Regions from separate parts of the Mus musculus genome. Here region 1 is linked to region 2. A link is a contact called in public promoter capture Hi-C data. All regions are on one chromosome and are shown on one strand. Each heading gives the region's core, a stretch centred on a gene start, on an enhancer-like site or on the middle of the called end of the contact. The rest is flanking DNA. Distances are from core to core; before and after follow the strand shown.

Region 1 (6,259 bases), core at 2,540-5,039, about 12 Mb before region 2:
CCTCTCTCACTGGAAAGGTCCTAAAGTCACTGACATATTCTTCTACAGTTCCGATGTGGTCATAAATCAAGTTAGTACATTCGAAACCAAATGGGAAATGCAGACTTCTGGACATGCAAGGATGCCGGTATTGTATTTCAACTCCCCCAATGGACGGCTCACTTAAGGGTTAAGGGGATGGGAGCATATGCCTATCATTTTAGCAGCTGGAGGTTGCTGCAGAGGTGGAAGAGGAGGAGGAAGAAGAGGAGTTGAAGATTGCCTCAAGAAAAAGAAAAAGAAAATGACTAGGTAACAGAAATGTATCCACATCAGAGTCCCAGGACCAGCAGGGAAAAGACAACAACTCTGCCCCAGAGGCCTTAGAAAGCCAAGGCCTTAGAGGTGGACTGGACATCCTTGCTTAGGAACCTTCTGTTCTTATAGAGAGCAACCTGAGGTACTTCAGAGAGGCCCCAGAAAACCTACTTGTCTTTCACTGGCCCCAAGGACTCACTTGCTGTCATGTTACTAGTTAAGCACACATCCTGAGACAAAGTCCTTTCTAAAACCTTCATTTCTCGTTTCCATCTTTTGGTACTGACTGCCCAACAGTGGAGGGCTTACTCCTGCAGTCAGCAAACGGTTACGGGATTACATGGCAGCCTCCAGCTCCCTCCCCGGAGCTGCAGCCAATTCCTGGGATGAGTCACCTTGTCATTCTGGCTTCTTTTCAGCTTCTGCCGCCCCTGTCCCCACTTAGTACTCCCCAATGGCCTCTGTGGTCACCAGACAGACAGCTCCCTGGCTCCCTGGAGAAATTTCTGGTCTTCCACACACGGTCATGTTCTCTGCCATGAAGACAGGGAGCCTGGCTAGAAGGGGTCTGGGAGTAGAGGTGAGGCCAAATGCAGCCCCTTACAGACTGATGCTAATCCACATATCCTTGGGGGGAATGGACTATTTCCTAGTCAATAAATCATAGGGTTAGACCTGTGTTCAACAGTTTGGGTTCCAGGAAACAAAATAAGAGGTTTGTAGGCATTTGGAGAAAAACTAGCCCAAGCACTACCAAACTAAAGGAAGAGAGGCCTTATAGGGCTGCCTCGTCTCTGGGCTTTAAACAGACCATTTAGAGATGGCGGGCAGGAGGGGCAGAAAGAGGTGTTGCTTACAACCTAACACGAAACGGGCAGAGCACACAGGGCTTGCCTCTTCAGGCTGGGGTCAGGAGATTAGGTCTCTGCCTTCCGCCCACTCCCATCGGAGGTGTGGAGACAGAGCATTCCTCTCTGCTGGCTCACTTGTGCCTCACTCGGATTGCAAGAGTGCTAGCAATTCCTCAGGCCGCTTCAACCTTCTCCAGAGTGAGTCTACTTTCAATCATCACTGTGTTGCCAAAGGAACAGAGAGCCAGCGCACAGGCACTCTATAGAAGCAAGCCCCAGCCACCTAACTGGTCTTCAGCATCTCCTTTCAGTGGGAGACGGAACTGTAGGAAGTATAAGGGGCCTGGCACCAACACCCAGCGCCACTAAATCAGAGCCGAATGCACATCTGGGGTGCTCTATTTAAGAGAAAGGGACTCTTTGTCACAGTTTGAACTTCAGTGGTGTCATAAGGGCAGCAATATCTATCAAATACCATAGGCATATCTCTTTCACGCTTAAGCTTTCACGGTCTGAATGAAGGACAAGACCCCACAATGCCAGAGCAACCGGCAAGGACATCTACCCTCTCCGTAACGGCTTTTCACACAGCCAGACTGGAAGCAGCCTAGTGGTTATGACGAAGGCACTACCATGCAGCAACACGGATGTCTCCAAGATCTCCAAGAAAAGAGGCAGGATCTGGTATGACATGGGCTCAATCTGTTTTTAAAAGCCATCCATGGGAGACACTATCCAAGAAGAATTCATTGGTGTTGCTTCTGGGGAGGAACTAGGTTTTAGGGTGGGCTGAAGACACACATCTCCTTAAACACCCTTGGGGCTATTCAGATTGTCACCTGGACACATGTTACCTCATTTTTTTAACAGTGAGAGAGAGACCGCTGCAGAGCTTAGAAAAGGCCACCCACCCTTGCAGATTCTGCAGCTGGGCTGCAGCAACATCCACCTGTTATCTCCCAATGGGATCAACAAGGAACAGTTAGCAAGAGGTGTTAATTAGCTGGGAAGCTACCCACTTGCCTTGGGATCTTCCTGGCCTACAGTGTGTGAAATTCCAACTTGCATGGCTTTGACACTGGGTCTTCAGCTCACTGCACCTGAATTCTGAACCGTAACAGAGTTCCTGGACAAGTCATCAGAGTTTTGGGGCCCTATCTGAGAGCTCTCTCCCCTGCACCCAGGCCAGTGTTCCCATACTTTTGAGGTTAGAAGGCAGGAGCAGTCACAGGAAATGACCCAGAAATCAATGATGTGGGGTTTGAGAGTAATCACACACCCACAACCGGAAGCCAAAGTTATCTCGACAGCAGGTGAAATAAGTCGGGCCTGCAGGCAGCTCTCGGAGGCCTAAAATCAAAGGCCTCAGAATCTCCTCTGAATCTTTGCAGCCTCTGCAGCACCTCTCTTAACTAGGTTGGCCGGTTGGTAGTCTCTGAGGATAATCCCCTGCTGGGGATGACAGGATGAAAGGGGTGGGAAAGCTGTCAGTTCCCAAATTAAGCTTGAGAACGGCCTATTTGGGGAGAGGAGGAGGAGGAGGCTGGAGGATAACAATAAAAAGCAATAAAGGGAGAGGAAGGGGAGGGACTTGCCAGGGTCAAAAAGGCAAGAGGCCCACCAAGACACAGCCTAACGTGCTCTAATTGTCTAGGCGGGAAGAAAGGGGACACCGCGGCGCCACTCTCCTGGGGGAGGGTCTCAACTTGTTTGATCGCGCTGATCTGTACAGAAAGGTTCCGACCCCCGTGGCCTGCCAACGGCGCCAATGACCAGCATGAGCTCTGGGCCCCCGGAACTATTAGGGAGCACCGCCCGCAGCACCTTCCCAGCCCACCCAACCCAGAGGACAGACAGGATGCCAGACGCTTTCGAGGAAAGGCGGGTGGGGAGAAGGAAGCCCTGGGCGCTGACGTGTTGCAAGGACCTCCCAAGCGCACGTCAAACCCCGGGGTGCATACTCCCGCAAGTGGTGACTTTCTCCGGTCCAGAGTTCCCATGCAGGGAGGTAACCCTGGGGCCTGGTAACACAGGGTGCAGGGGAGCAAGGGAGGGTGGCAAAGGGCAGTCTGCTCCCGGACGAACTCACCTTTAAGGAAGTAGACCCGCGGGCCGGCGGGCAGGCAGGCCAGCAGCGAGGTGAGCACGACGCGCGCGGCGCTCTCCTCCCGCAGCTTCTGCCAGTGGCGGCTACCCTGGTCCAGCACGACCACCGCCGCCACACCGCCGCCGCCCTCCTGCAGCAGCCGAGCGCGGGCCGCCTCGTCGGGCAGCACGTAGCGCGCCGACACCGCGCCGCCCCGGGCCCGCCGCAGCACCACCGAGTTGAGGTTGACGTTGAGCGAGCCGCGCACGCTCGACGCGGCGAAGGCCAGGTAGGGCCGGCAGTCGAGCACCACGCAGCGCGCCTCCGCCTCCTTGCGGAGCATCTTGCGCAGCTGGCGCCCGTCGAGCGACGTGACCTTCATGCCGCTGCCACCCAGCGGCCCGACGCTGCGCGCCCCACAGCTGCCAGAGGACGGGCGGGCCACCTCGCGGGGGCTGTGGCCTGCAAACGGAGCCCGGCGCGAGGGGCCGCGCGACGCTCTCCACGCCCCGCTCGCTGGGCTCCCGGCCCCGCCGCTCGCTGCCCCAGAAAGCTGGGGATTCCGCCGGCAGCGCAGCGTTTTATGTGAATGAGTGCGCGTCCTGTGACGTGAGTGCCCATATAAGGCCAAATATGGGTATTTCCCCGCCCCCTGGCTGACCACGCCCATGGGTGGAGCTTGCGGGCACCCGCCTCCACCCAAGGAGCAGGCTGGAGAGAGGGCGTCTTAGAGCGAGAAAGAGGAAGTGGCGGGCGATCGCTCCCTCTCTCGGGGGGCCCGGCGCCGAGAGACTCACTCACGCATCACCCCGGACTACCGGTGGAGTGTCAGGAACGCCACCAGGCCGAGGTGACCCACGCCGTGCGGGAAGAGGAGGTGACCGTGGCCGCGCTACGGAGCCCCTGGGGCCTCCCGGTGAATCCCGGATTCCGGTCGCTCCCGGTTGTGTCTGCGTTTGCAAGGAGATTTAGCCTCTGAGATGAGCCGAGATGCGGCGTGGCTTGGTCATCTTGATACTGGGGGCTTCTTTCTAACACGTTACCCCCACTTTTGTTACCTTTTAATTTTCCGTAATAAAAGTTCCTGAGAGTAAAAAGGAGGAGTTGTGAATGGGTGAGCCGGAGACGTCAAGTGGATTCTACTTCGGATGATTGACAGTCCCCTTTTGGCTCTCTCCAAAGATTGCTCTCTCCAATGTACCACCCGAGCTTCATAGTGAGACCCTGCCTCAAAGAACAAAACAAAACAAAAAGCCCCACCCCCACCCCCGAACAATACACCGACTCGGGAGCTCTGTGGTTCTGGGCAGCTTGTGGGGAGCTGTAAGGCTCAGTCCAGTTAAACTGTTGTCCGGGTGGCTTCTGGATTTGTGGGATTATGGTGGATAAAATGTAATCCCAGGCTGTCTGCCCCCGCTATTCTCTCGGGAGCTTCATGCTGCCTGCCCCCATTCCCGGAAAATTAAGTGTGATTTGTCCCCTCTGCAAGTATTTACTGAGGGCTCTGCTAGCTGTCAGGGCACGTGGGATGCAAATGCGTTCTGCCTACAAATCCTTTGCCAACTATTTCACTGTTATCTTTTCATGGAAAACAAAACAAACCAAACCCTTGCATCCATTTACAGCCCCCATAAGTGGATGAGATTTTTTTTTTTAAGGAGAAAGCAGAAATCACATTCTGCTATCCAATCAATCAGCCCAGCAACAATAATGGCTGGCATTGCTTCTGGGTCATATCTTCATTCAAGCAATCGATTCAATCACTGTATACTCTGTCCTGAGTATTCAGTGGCTGGCCTGTAATTTTAGCATCTTTGAGACTGAGAAAAAAATATCAAAAACCCGAGGCCAATCTAAGCAATATAGACGCCCGCACCCACCCCACCCCCCACACAAAACAAACAAACAAACAAAAAAACACCAAAGCTGTAGCTAGCAGGCTCCACCCACGTCTTTCATCTCAAGCCTCACGAAGAATACCCAGCACCGGCACCAGCCAGTCTTGTGTTAGACGCTTGGTAACACGGCTGGAAGCAGGACTCCAATCCATCAGCCCCAGCCCAGGGAGGAGGCCTGGTCCCATCTCGGGCCTCTGTAAGTGTCTGTGTCTGCACACCCATGGTGTGTGGGCTGTGGTGGAAGTGGAGAAAGTTTCTCAGCCGATGAGAGCTGAGACAAACTTCCAAGAATGAGTAGAAACCACTTGCTGTGAAGGAAACAACCCAGCCTGTTATGCCTGGAGGTGTTTGAAAGACTCCCCCTCAGAAGAGAGAAATTAACACTTCTGCAAACCCATGGTTTTGTCTTCACTTCATTGTGCTTCTGTTTATTTACTTTGTCAGTTTGCATGTGTGTGTGTGTGGGGGGGGGGGGGTCAGAGGTCAGTTTACAAGGGACCCTTTCTTTCCTTCCACCATGAGGGACCTACAGATCAAACTCAGCGTCTGAGGCTTCACCCACCATCCCCACAGCCCATGAAACATTCTGGGTGGCACCTTCTTCCTAGAGAGCTGCAGGCTGCCCTGAAATCATGATGCAGGTTAGGCCAGGTTGGAATGGTACCATAGAGGCACAGCCTAGTAACCCTGAGACCCTCACCTAGGACCAGACTGCCCCAATCTACACAGCAGAGATTGCTCCCCTGAAAGTTCAGCTCACGGTGGCTCACACTAAGGTCCTAGAATTGCACACCAGCCAATCTGGATTGCCCTCCTTCAAGAGGCATGAATTACATACCTGGAAGCTACAACAAAGAAAATATCCTGTCACCTTGTCCCACGAGGCCTGATGTCTCAGGCTACACACTGCCCAACCCATTTGTCTTTTCCCACTGGAGCCAATGAAAATGTGTCCCATTCTTAAAAACTAAAGAGAATTTGAGACATTTGGACCTTATGCACTGGGTCCTAGTGACCTGGTTGAATTACCATTTGAGGTCATCAGGGAAGTGGCTCTGTGGAGGATGGAGGCTTTATCTGAGAGTGGGAGTGGGATCCAGACTGAGGTCAGGGACAGGGACAGCAAG
Region 2 (5,526 bases), core at 2,681-5,180:
TTTTACGTATGCACACGTATGTATGTATGTACAGGTATAATATACCCATGCATGCATGCGTGTGTGGAAGCCAGAGGACACACTGGGTATCTTCCCCAATCATTTTCACCTTACTTTTTTTTAAAAGACAGGATCTCTCAGTGAACCCAGAGCACAATGACTGGCAGGAGTGACTGGTCAGAGAACCCAGAGCACAGTGATTGACAGGAGTGACTGGTCAGAGAACTCTTGGGGTCCTTCTCTCTCTGCCTTCCCACACTGGGTGAACATGACTTTGCTTAACTTTTTAAGTGGGTGGAGGGGATTCGAGAACTCGGGTTCTTAATGCTTGCATGGGGAAGCACTTTACCCATGAGCTGTCCCCAGGCCCCTTTAGTTCCTTTTAACGTCATCAGTAGCATGGGTTTTGTTGTTGTTGTTGTTGTTGTTGTTGTTGTTGTTGTTGTTGTTGTTTTGGGTTTGTTTGTTTGTTTGTTTTTAAAGGGCTCTGGATTGAATCTCTTACCAGGAGTGGAACCGTTCCTGCTTCCTTTGTTATCCGCTCATCAACCAATGGCAGCACTCCCTTTTCGCATGTCAACATCCTAAAAGTATTGCTGCTCCCTAGGGTGTAACTCCACTCTAGTACTAACCCTCAGCCTTCCAGAATACAGCATCCCCTATCTTACAGATTAGCAATGGGAGCACACACACACACACATGAAGTGACCTCACCCAATGGGTTCCCCATTACCCTAGCTGGTGTCTCTGGAGGCAGGTATGTTAAAATGAGGCCCGGGTGGTGTCTCTGTGGCCTGAAGGAATGCTGAAGCCCCGGAGTCCTAGGTTACTGCAGGACTCTGAATGCTTGCAATGTCTCCTTTCCAGGCCGGTAGCCAGGGTGCCAGCCACGGTCCGCTTGCATTACTTCCTCTTTGGATACCTTCTCGTTACTGTTAATTGCATCTGGGCCTCTCTCACATTTTGTGTTTTGCTTCCTAACCCAGGATACTCCTCTCCACCTCCCACTGGCCCAGCACAGGCATCTCTTTCCAGGCTCTCCAGAGAAGTGGCCGAGAAAATGGAGCAGGGCTCCTACTGAAAGGCATTCAGCTCTGTAATGAACGTCTAACACATCTGCACCTCGGCATATTTACATAGCAATCTCCACACAAAAGCAACGTTACAAAGGGAAGGCTTTTTTCTCCCCTCTCTTTCTTCTTTTTTTAAACGCCTTCTCACGGCTCCATTCCCTACAGTAGTAAGAACACTGTTGGAATTACTCTGACAGGAAGACAAAACAACTTCCAGGGATGCTGGGTTAGAAACAATAGCTTTGCCAGACCCATTAATGTTTAAAGCCAATGGAGCATAAAACTGCTTTTCTCTACTTACAGCCAGGCATCATCTTACAGAGCAGAGAAGGGGGGTGTGGAATTGCCATCTTAACTCTGCTGAAATCCATAAGCCCTCTCGTAATTTTCATTCTCCTTGAAATTCTCCAGTAAGTACCATCAGAATGAAAATGAGACTTTATCTCTGGGGAGAACAGCTTCCGGTTTTCAACAGTAAAAGAGTGTGAAGAGATGGGAGATGGAGATGGAGATGGAGGAGGGAGCTGCCTGATGGGAAGGTGCTCTCAGCCAAACCTGCCGAACTGCTGTAGTTATGACACACCTTGAAATTTGGGAGAGTGCTTTCAGGAAGTCCCTAACCCATTCCAGGGCAGAGTCGACAGATAGCACAAAGTCTAGGATTCTAAGGGCCATTCCGGCCCTAGTGGGATTGCCTTCAGGGTCTGCATTACTTAGTGGGCTCAGGGGATAACATTTATTATTAAGATATTAGCTCTTTCCCCAGGGAAATTGCTGGAAGAGAGCCCAGAGTCAGTAAAGCACTGGGCCTAATCCCACAGTACATTTGTGTAATGCCTGACAAAGCCTGCTCCCATCACCTCGTTTGATCCTGAAAACAATCTCCAAAGGAGGCAGGGCAGGGATTTTTTTTTTTTTTTTCCATTTTACAAGTGAAAACACCTGTAAACTGATTGGCCAGGAGTCCCACACCCAGTTTGTAGTAGGGATGAGACTTGAATCTAGGTCTTTGTACAACCTGTTTAGAGCTCTTTTGGTTCCCATAAGACAGATCAGAATATTTCCAGCCCCACCCATCCTTCATACCCACCAGTTCCCAGCATCTGGAAACTCAGGACACAGCCTCTGTGTAACGACCACACTCCTCTGTTTCAACCAGGAAATATTGCCCTGGTTGGCAAGCCGAGGGGGAAGGGAGGGGAGAAAATTAATTTCATCTCATCTCCCTGAATCAAAGACCAATCGAAAAAAAACAAAAAGAAAAAAAATTACGGATGGATTTGAGAAAGAAACAAAACCCTCCAAATAACAGCAACAAGGTAGGGAGACTAGATCTACCATTGTTAGAATGGCGTGGTGGCACACGCCTTTGATACCAACACTTGGGAGGTAGAGGCAGGTGGATTTCTGAGTTCGAGGCCAGCCTGGTCCACAGAGTAAGTTTCAAGACAGCCCGGGCTATCAGGGCTATACCGAGAAACCCTGTCTCGAAAAAAGAAAAAAAAAAAAAAAAAAAAAAGAAGTCTCAAAGGAAGCTAGCCAGGATGCTCCCAGCACTTGGGAGGCAGAGGCAGGCAGATCTTTGAGTTTGAGGCCAGCCTGGTCTACAGGGTGAGTTCCAGGACAGCAGGGCTACTCAGAGAAACCCAGTCTAAAAAAAAAAAAAAAAACCAACCAGGCAGTGGTGACGCATGCTTTTAATCCCAGCACTTGGGAGGCAGAAGCAGGTGGATTTCTGAGTTCGAGGCCAGCCTGGTCTACGGAGTGAGTTTCGGGACAGTCAGGGATACACAAAGAAACCCTGTCTCGAAAAACCAAAATAAATAGATAAATAACCATAACCAAAACCAAACCAAACCAAAAAAAAAATATATATATATATATAACAGGCAAACTGAAAAATGTCAATTTCACCTGTAACATGACTCATATACACAATAAGGTTTTCAATGACTAAATTCTAGTCGTTTCAATGAATGACGTATATCACATATTAATAAGAGTGTATTCACCCAGTTCTAGGTTTTCCATACATATTACAAAAAATAAAAGGGCCAAACTAAAAAAAACTCTTATCCTTTGACCTAAAACTCCACTCTTAGGAATGTACTCTGAAAAATGAATCATAAATTTGGAAAAGTTTTATGGGAAAGAGCATTAGTCACACACTTACTACAACGGCGAACTCAGAGAAACAGCAACCGTTGAAGGAATTTAAACAATTACAAGTACTTAATGGAAACTTACGTAATCGGTACAGTGTTTTCAAAGCGCGTGCAGTCACCGGAAAAAGCGTTTATAATTTAATGCGACTGCAATGCTTTTGTGTGTGGCTGTATAATGTACAAAGAGGAGGATGAAGGGGGGGGGGGGAAGCCTGTTAATCTCGTTTGAATCCTATGGTTACGAGAACATTTTCGTTTGAACTACAAAAAAAGTCAATTCGATGTAGCTCTGAGAAACCGGAGCAAGTCTGAGAAGCTCTGACCACAGGGTCGGCTTCCCAACCGTCGGGGTCGCCCCTCCCCGGGCCAGCGCAGGCGTTACCCACACGTGGGGCTGGAGCGGGCGCGGCAGAGGAGGGGCTGGGTGTGCTGGGGGTGTGTCCGCGAGTGGGAGCAGCCAATTGGCAGTCGCCGAGGGTGCCTCCTAGGACCGAGAGGTCCTAGGACCTGGGCTCGGCGAAGTCGGTGCCCCGTCCCCGGAATCGCTCGCAACCATATAAACTATCTCTGGGCAGACAGTGTGGGCAGTGGTCTCGCACGGTTTGCGCCGTCCCGCGCCCCTAAGTCTTCTAGCGAACGTCTCCCCCCACGGTCGCGCGCGGTGGTAGGAGCCGCGCGACGTCACCCATTGTTTACAAATCAACCCAAGCCGGCAGCGTTCCGGCTCCCGCGGCTCTAAGGCGCGCGGTACCTCTGCCCGGTGGTCCCGGCTTCCGCATCCCCAGGCTCGGCCCCCTCCTGGCCCGGCTTGGGCCTCCGCCGCGCTCCCGCCCCAGCCGCGGCTCGCCGAGCCCGCGGCCAACCGAGCTGCCAGCGACGCCCGCACAGCCGCGGGGGCCCGGGCGGGGGGCCATGCCTTGCCGGAGAGAGGAGGAGGAGGAAGCCGGCGACGAGGCAGAGGGGGAGGAGGACGACGACAGCTTCCTCCTGCTGCAGCAGTCGGTGACTCTGGGCGGCTCGACCGACGTGGATCGGCTCATCGTCCAGATCGGCGAGACGCTGCAGCTGGACACGGCGCACGATCGCCCGGCCTCGCCGTGTGCCGCCCCGGGTCCCCCACCCGCGCCTCCGCGGGTCCTGGCGGCGCTGTCGGCGGACAAGACCGGGACCCCAGCGAGGCGGCTGCTGCGGCCGACGGGGTCAGCAGAGACCGGGGACCCTGCGCCTCCGGGGGCCGTGCGCTGCGTGCTGGGGGAGCGCGGGCGTGTGCGGGGCCGATCGGCGCCCTACTGCGTTGCGGAGATCGCCCCGGGTGCCAGCGCGCTTCCCGGGCCGGGGCGGCGAGGGTGGCTCCCCGGCTCCGTGGCTTCTCACCGAATCCAGCAGCGGCGGTGGACAGCAGGCGGAGCGCGCGCGGCCGACGACGACCCGCACCGGCTCCTGCAGCAGCTCGTGCTCTCCGGAAACCTCATCAAGGAGGCGGTGCGCAGACTCCAGCGAGCGGTCGCCGCGGTTGCGGCCACGAGCCCCGCGAGCGCTCCGGGGTCCGGGGGTGGCCGAAGCGGACCGGACTCAGTCACTCTGCAGCCCTCGGGCGCCTGGCTCTGACAGGGGATCCCTGGAGGAGGAAGAGGACGCCGCTACGCTGATCCAACAGTGTCTTGCCCGGGACTGTGCGGAGCAGGAGCTGTCGTCCATCCCTCGGGCTACAGCCTCAAAGTTACCGGCCGCGAGAGGCTGTTAGAGAAAACGGACTCTACTGAGTAGCACCAGCAGCCGAGGACCTGGGATCTACCGGTTGAACTGTGGCAGCTACTTAATCCACTTGGACCTGACTTAGCCCTTATCGTGTGCTTGGATTGTTTATAGATGTGGCTCGCAGGGGCGGGAATCGGGAGGGCTTCTAACAATACTTGAAAAACCAATAGTAGATATGATCTCGTTATTTTCGGGTACAGAAGCTTTCTGAATATGGTGCTACAATTGCAGAGCAGAGCGGTTCTAGGGTGAAGAACATAAGTTGGCAGATTTATGTTGGTGGGTTGACAACGCTTGCTTTCCCCTGCTTAATTTGTGATTATGAAGGTTGGGGACCTGGTTGGTGAATTCTTGAAGGTGGGGAGAGATGAGTTTAAATGGGGACATGCAATTGATTCGACCTTGCCAACTTGAACTCAAGGTCAGGTTGGTAGAGTGGAGTGTTGTGGGATTCTTGGGAGCGCTCACCCCAGTGTCTTTTTCTGGAGCCAAGCACAGACCGGAGTGTCCCTTTGCCACCGCGTGGAGTC

What was found. Promoter capture Hi-C pulls out the DNA fragments that hold promoters and counts their contacts.
Region 1: a promoter capture Hi-C map of frontonasal cranial neural crest shows a contact between it and region 2. The contact joins the promoter of Dusp5 here to the promoter of Frat2 in region 2.

The regions. Positions count from the first base shown.
Region 1 is chr19:53,526,675-53,532,933 of GRCm38.p6, reverse strand. Dusp5 (dual specificity phosphatase 5) reads right to left here and starts at 3,789. Exons shown (of 4, transcript NM_001085390.2): 1 at 3,238-3,789. The coding sequence starts at 3,616.
Region 2 is chr19:41,846,536-41,852,061 of GRCm38.p6, reverse strand. It overlaps Frat2 (frequently rearranged in advanced T cell lymphomas 2), which reads left to right and starts at 3,930. Exons shown (of 1, transcript NM_177603.3): 1 at 3,930-5,526. The coding sequence starts at 4,151. The coding sequence ends at 4,846.